Regions from separate parts of the Sus scrofa genome. Here region 2 is linked to region 1. The links are chromatin contacts, called in public Hi-C maps. All regions are on one chromosome and are shown on one strand. Each heading gives the region's core, a stretch centred on a gene start, on an enhancer-like site or on the middle of the called end of the contact. The rest is flanking DNA. Distances are from core to core; before and after follow the strand shown.

Region 1 (2,899 bases), core at 171-2,670:
CCAGAAATGGCGACGCGCGGAGTCTCTGCCTCTCCGCAAAAGGGGCAGGGGCAGCCGGGGGCGCGGGGCCCGGGCGGGAGGAGGGACGCGGGGGACGCGGGCGCCCGGGGCTCGGGCCGCTCCAGCGCGCAGACTGAGCCTCGGCCAGCGCTCAGGGCCCCTAAGCGCGGACCAGTGGCTGGGAGGGGAGGAGAGAGAGGCGGGAGGGGAGGATGGGGAGGGGGGAGAGGTGGGGGGAGAAAGGGGCGGAGGGGAGGGCAAGCGGGGGGCGCCGCCACCCTTTCATCCCACCTTCCAAAGGCACTCCAGCGCACACTCACACCCCGACTCACATCCATAACAACCACAGCGATGCAACTCCCAGGGGGAGGGGGTAATCTACCCCCTCTCCGCCCCCGCCGCAGCAGCCACTTGCAGAAGTCTCTCCCCCTGGGCCCCCGCCATCCCGGCCACCACTCTGGGGAGGGGGCTTGGGCGCGCAGGGCGGCCCAGCCAAGCCCCCCGGAGCGCTGGGCGCCTGGCCCGCCGCTCCTCTCCGCGCCCGCCCGGAGCGCGCCCCGAAATAGCCGGCCGGCCAACTTCAAAGGGCCGCCGGGAACATCAAAGCGCGCGGACCGCCCCGCAGCCGCGGCCTCGGCACTCACCATTGATCCGCGCGCGCGCTCAGCGGCAAGACCTCGCAGGCGCCCCGGGCAGGGCCCCGGCCCTGGCCCCCGGATCGGCTCGCAGTGGCAGCCCCGGGCCCCCCCGGGCCAGTCCCGGCGTCGGGGAACATGGGGAGTCGCGCGGCAGGGAAGGGAGTGCGGGGAAACAACAATCCTGGGATTAGAGCGAGATCCACCGGCGAGGAGGGGGGAGCGGCGCGCCCCACCGCCCCTTTTATGCAAAAGATCCGAGTGGGCCTCCGCCCCCGCCGCGGCCGCCCCCGGCCCCTCCGGCCCCCGCCCGGCCCGGCTTTCAACACAGGTCCTGTTTCCAGCAGTCACTCCGCGCACCAAATGTCCTCCGGGCGCTTCCAACAAAAACTGCGCTGTGGATTTAACTGTGCACTTCAAAGGCGCGAGCCGAGCGCACGGTCCTGAAAGGGAGGTACGCGCCGGCCGCGCCCCGACCGGCCCCCCGCGCCCCCACCGCCCCTCCTCGGGGCCGTCCGGCTCGCTGCCCCCCTCCTGGCCGGGTCTCTGTTGGGCTGGACCCCTTCCAGCCCCTGGCGCCCGCGACGCGGCTGGGCGCGACCTCGCCCCCGGCCCCAGGGGGGCTCTCTTTGAAGCGGCTCTGCTGGGGCCGCGCCTCCACCCCCCACCTTTTACAGCAAAGCTTTCGGCTGGGTAGACAGGCGCCTCCGACGCCGGGCGGCCCCAAAATCCATAGCTAAGAAGGGTTATTTTTATTTCCCGGCGCTCGGGTTGTTACTGAGTTGCCAGGACCTTATCAAAGCGCAGCCGGCTCCAGCCGACTCCCCCGGGCCGGGCTTGGGGGAGCCAGTGATCCCGCCGCGCCAATCACAGCCGCGCTCGGCCGGCCCGCGCCGCCCGCCTTAAAGGGACAGCGCCGGGCGCCGCCCCGGCCCGGCCCGGCCCGCCCCCGCAGCAAGCTCAGCTCTGGCGTGAGCCCTTCCCCGGCCCTCCTCCGCCCCCTTCCAGGCCCCCGCGGCCACCGGGGCGCTCTCAGCCCGAGTTCTGATTCGGCCTTCCAAGTTCTCTGGCCTTTTTGCTCGAGCTCCCTCCCCCCGCCTCCCCCCCCACCCCACCGTCATCCCCTACTCTGGAAAGCAACAGTTTATTGTAGCATTCTGGCCATGGCAAGAACTGCAAGCAGGAAAAAAAAAAAAAAAAAAAAAAAAAAAAAAATTTTTTTTCTCGGTCATCAAACACTTTTCTACCTCTATTCAACTTTCCCGGGGAATTGGGCTGGAAGAGTCTTGTAAAAGTGCTGGTCCTGGGAGGGGATGGCCAAATGTACGTGCTTGTGCGCGCCCGTATCTGAGTGTGAGTTAGGATCAAGGTGGGCCCGTGTGTGGATGTCTGAGGATGGGGGCGTGAATCTGCCAGCATAGGCCTGAGTGCTGCAGATGGGCCCTGACACCTCCTTAGGAAGCGCTCCTCAATTCCCTGAAGACTTAACCCCAGCTTCCCAACCTGGCCATCAGAAGCCTCCCCCACACACTTGGACTATCTTTCTGTATCAGCCTCATACACAACACTCTCTTGGAAGCATCCCCCATCCTCCCATATGTTACACATTAAACAGATATGGAATGCCTTTTTCCCCATCCCCTCTCAGTTTTAATGCACTGAAAACGCCTCACCCCACTGTCACCCTCGAATCCTTCCCAACATTCCCCAATAATGTTTAGGAGTTACAACCTTCTCACTTAAAGTAATAAGAAAATATGCCACAAACCCAGAACATTGGTTGCCGAGGAATGATCTCTCATAGGATGAGCTAATAATTGACTTTTCCTCTTTCTAAGAATCATAAAGGTATAGACCAAATCTGTTCAAGAGCCTGGCATCATCAGAGCTGTGGGAGGCCTTGCCCCTCCAACTCTGCTCACTTTTTCTTCATTTACTTTCTTAGTGGACTGAATGGATAACAAACGCTTTTAAATGCAGCAGCGTCTCTAATCTGTCATTAACCTTCGGATCTATAAAGCATACAAGAAATGTGTTTTCTCGGTCTGTTTAGGTTTCATGGGAAAAGAGCAAGCAGAGTCAGCACCCACAATCTGCTGGGAAAGGGCAGGGAAGGTCCTCTACCGGCTGTGACAAGGGACCAGAGCTTGAGCAAGCCATGTGGCCAGACTTCTCAGTTCCTTGGCACCGTGGGACGTCCCCAAGACCTGCCTCTCTGTGTCCAGGGTCTGCACCTAGGGCTCACCTTTCCAGGTGGCCAGCCT
Region 2 (2,899 bases), core at 163-2,662, 150 kb after region 1:
AAACTGCAAAAAAATAGGCACTTACACTAATTACATTTCTTTCAAGGTTTTTTTTTTTTTTTAATCTTTAAGAAACAATACTAGAAACTATGTTGTTATGGAATAAACTAATGTTTTCCTTTTTGCACACATTGGGATTCAATTATTTGAAACTTGGAAATTACCTACCACTTGGTAGTCAGATATCAAGTGGCGAAGAAATTCACTTAAAATGAAATTTTCATGTAACAAAAGAATTTAAACGAAGCAGTCAACTCAGACGATGCAAAGCCAAGCAGTTATTCAGATCAATGAGTACCTGCTCTCCATTTATAAATGAAAAGAGTTGCAAAGATTTTTTTAAATTACTAGGATATAGAAAGAAAACGTCTTTTTTGGTCTCATCACATGTAGAGGGGAGAAAAAACTCAAAGACGGAAAAAAATAGGGAAAATGTCATTAATAACAAAATAAATCCTCACCTCTAAAGTGAGGAGGCTGGAAGGAATGGCCTCCAAGGTTTTGTCCATATCTTAAGTTTTTTTATTCCATTCAGTGTTGTCCAGGCTTAAAATGTATATATGAAAAGCAACTTACATTAACATTGACTTTTTCCTAAATTACTCAGATGGCTTACAATAGGCTAGAGAAAAGAAAAATGGGGAGATAAGGCAGAAAAAGGCAGTGATAAAACCCAAATGCTTCTTTTATTTGTCTTTGCTTTGTGTGATTACTCGACATGCTTCAAGCATTGTTGTAACAAAGCAAAATCACTGAAAAATAATCTTTTGCTGGGGATTCTTTAAAAAAAGTTTTGTTCTCTTTTAAATCTTATTTATAAAGGTTTCCAGATGCTTATCCTCACAGATAAAACACAGCATGATGTAGACACTTACAATAATATTCACTGCTATGAAGCCAAGAAAAAACTACTTAGAGATCTAACTGCCTATCACCCAAAGAATTGGGGGGCTGGAGAATTTTCTGTTGCTATGAAAGGTGTGATTCTCTGAAGCCATTTGGAAACAACCTAGGTTCTCAGCAGCAACACATCTCTCCTGTACTATGTCAAAGCACATCAAATGGTTGGCATTCCAAACCTCAAACAGGTTATTTCTCATTATGCGAATACATAATGAAAGGATGTGGGCAAAGAATAGAATGTAAATTGGAAGCTGACTTCTGAATTTATTAGCCAGCAGTACTGGGCTAAAACAGTCATTCTAATTTCAAGAGACAGTTCCAAAGTGGTTCTCAGGAGAAAGGACAGGGTAGTTTTCAAATATTTGTTCAATGTGAATGGACTGGGCTTGCCAAAAATGACTTTTTATGCTGGCATGTGATCTTTTCGAGGGAAGCCAGCCTGAGTCACTGGATACATCAAAGGTAGGGAGTCCAGTGAATGGAATTACTGCAGGCTGTGTGAACAAGCCAGATACCTGCATTCATCTGCCCACTGCTGGGATTTCAGCCCTCCTTTTAATTACATTAAAGCAGCTGGTACCACTGGTTACTGAAGTCTTCAGATTACCTTGATTGCTCGGTCATTATCTCTAATCAGCTGCTTCTTCTCATCTTCAAACTTCTGTATAACATCCTGGAGCCGCCTTTCTGCAGCAAGCTGCTGCCGGCTGTTCTCCTCTTTCAGGGAGGAAATGGTTGTCTGAAGTTCTGCTATGATCTAAAATGAAAACAGCATGCTATAACTGCAAATTCTTCAGCAAGATGCATCTATTTTATATGTATTTATGCTTAACGAGAGAAGGGATGTGGCAAAACTGGTCCACAAACTAAATATTTTCAATTAACGTATCACACACTCTAATGCATGAAATTCCACTCAATAAAAGACTATAATAAAACTGTGAATGGTGAACAACTGCTGAACCAAATACACTTGGAAGCCTTTCCCACTATAACATTCCACAGTATTTGCTCATCAGAGGAAGGAACATCTGTGATCTCAAAAATATGAAATGTGTCAGAGTTTATGTTACTGAGAAACACACTTATTAGAGTGAAAAAAGCTATTCTGCCTTTCATGATACTTTGAACTCTAACAAGCAATGAAAATCATGAACAGGGTTCATTCTTCACAGTTACCTAATTCTACAGAATGATTTTGGAGTGTTTACTAATGCTTGCGCATTGTGCTAAGAACTTGAGTCCCTCTGTCATTTACTCCTGGGAGAAAGCGTTATCATTGCCCAGCTCTTCTAAATGGAGAAACAGAGGCACAGAAAGAGGTCCAACTGCTGAAATCGACATCCAACCAGGAGACAGGGAGAATCTGAACTGTGTAGACAGACTGACTGTTGTACTGGTTGGCTCCTCTTAACTACCTAGGATGTGTCTTTCTTTTAGACAAGGTTACGGTATTGAAGGGAAGTTTATCATGATGTAGTTCCCCATAGGCTGCTTTCTTCCTAACGGATCATAAACTTTTTGATTTTTGGCTCAAACCAGTCACTTCAGAGACTCTTGCAGTATTCCCTACGTCTGCGAGTTGGTTCTCCCCATGACTGGGCTCCCTCCAAGTTCTCAAAGTAACTCTGATGACCTTTTTAGTTAGTGGGTTTACTGGGAGCACGGCTCTTCCTTTGGTTTGGATGTATCCATTTCCTTTCAAATTCAATAGTGTCGACCTTTTAAAAGCAGGAAATGGTTGTTTCTTCGAATAAAAGGGCGATCTTCATCCTGGGCTAGAACGCAGTGCTGTTGGTTCTACAGGGGGACGGCCGGTTGTTAAGAAACCCTGGGCAAGTTAGTACGATGTTTTCCTTGAAGCTCAGTTTTCCAATGATTATTTGATGACGAAACTAGATTACAGAGTTATAAAGTAATAAACAGAAACTGTCTGGAGTCGTCCTGATGTCAAGGCCTATAGAAATACTAGCTGTTAGTACCGGCATGAAGAGCA

The links. A called contact is a pair of places that touch in the nucleus more often than the background predicts.
Region 2: a Hi-C map of skeletal muscle shows a contact between it and region 1, with 4 times the contacts expected there. The contact joins the enhancer-like site here to the promoter of AXIN2 in region 1. A contact is called at or near these places in 1 of 5 promoter capture datasets (fetal skeletal muscle), 3 of 47 Hi-C or Micro-C datasets (fetal heart ventricle, heart right ventricle and skeletal muscle) and 1 of 2 datasets of contacts at active chromatin or transcription factors (skeletal muscle).

What each region holds. Positions count from the first base shown.
Region 1 is chr12:12,341,787-12,344,685 of Sscrofa11.1, forward strand. It overlaps AXIN2 (axin-2), which reads right to left and starts at 1,421. Exons shown (of 11, transcript XM_021066736.1): 1 at 1,304-1,421. The region is part of intron 27 of CEP112 (centrosomal protein of 112 kDa); the gene reads right to left.
Region 2 is chr12:12,487,094-12,489,992 of Sscrofa11.1, forward strand. It overlaps CEP112 (centrosomal protein of 112 kDa), which reads right to left. Exons shown (of 28, transcript XR_002337057.1): 23 at 1,511-1,660. Among named protein-coding and RNA genes, the nearest start is that of AXIN2, 150 kb to the left of the region's middle. Within about 2 kb of position 1,413, at least 15 of the 83 cell types and tissues checked have an H3K27ac peak or open chromatin away from gene starts, as enhancers often do. A contact at or near this core is called in fetal skeletal muscle and skeletal muscle, where this site is marked.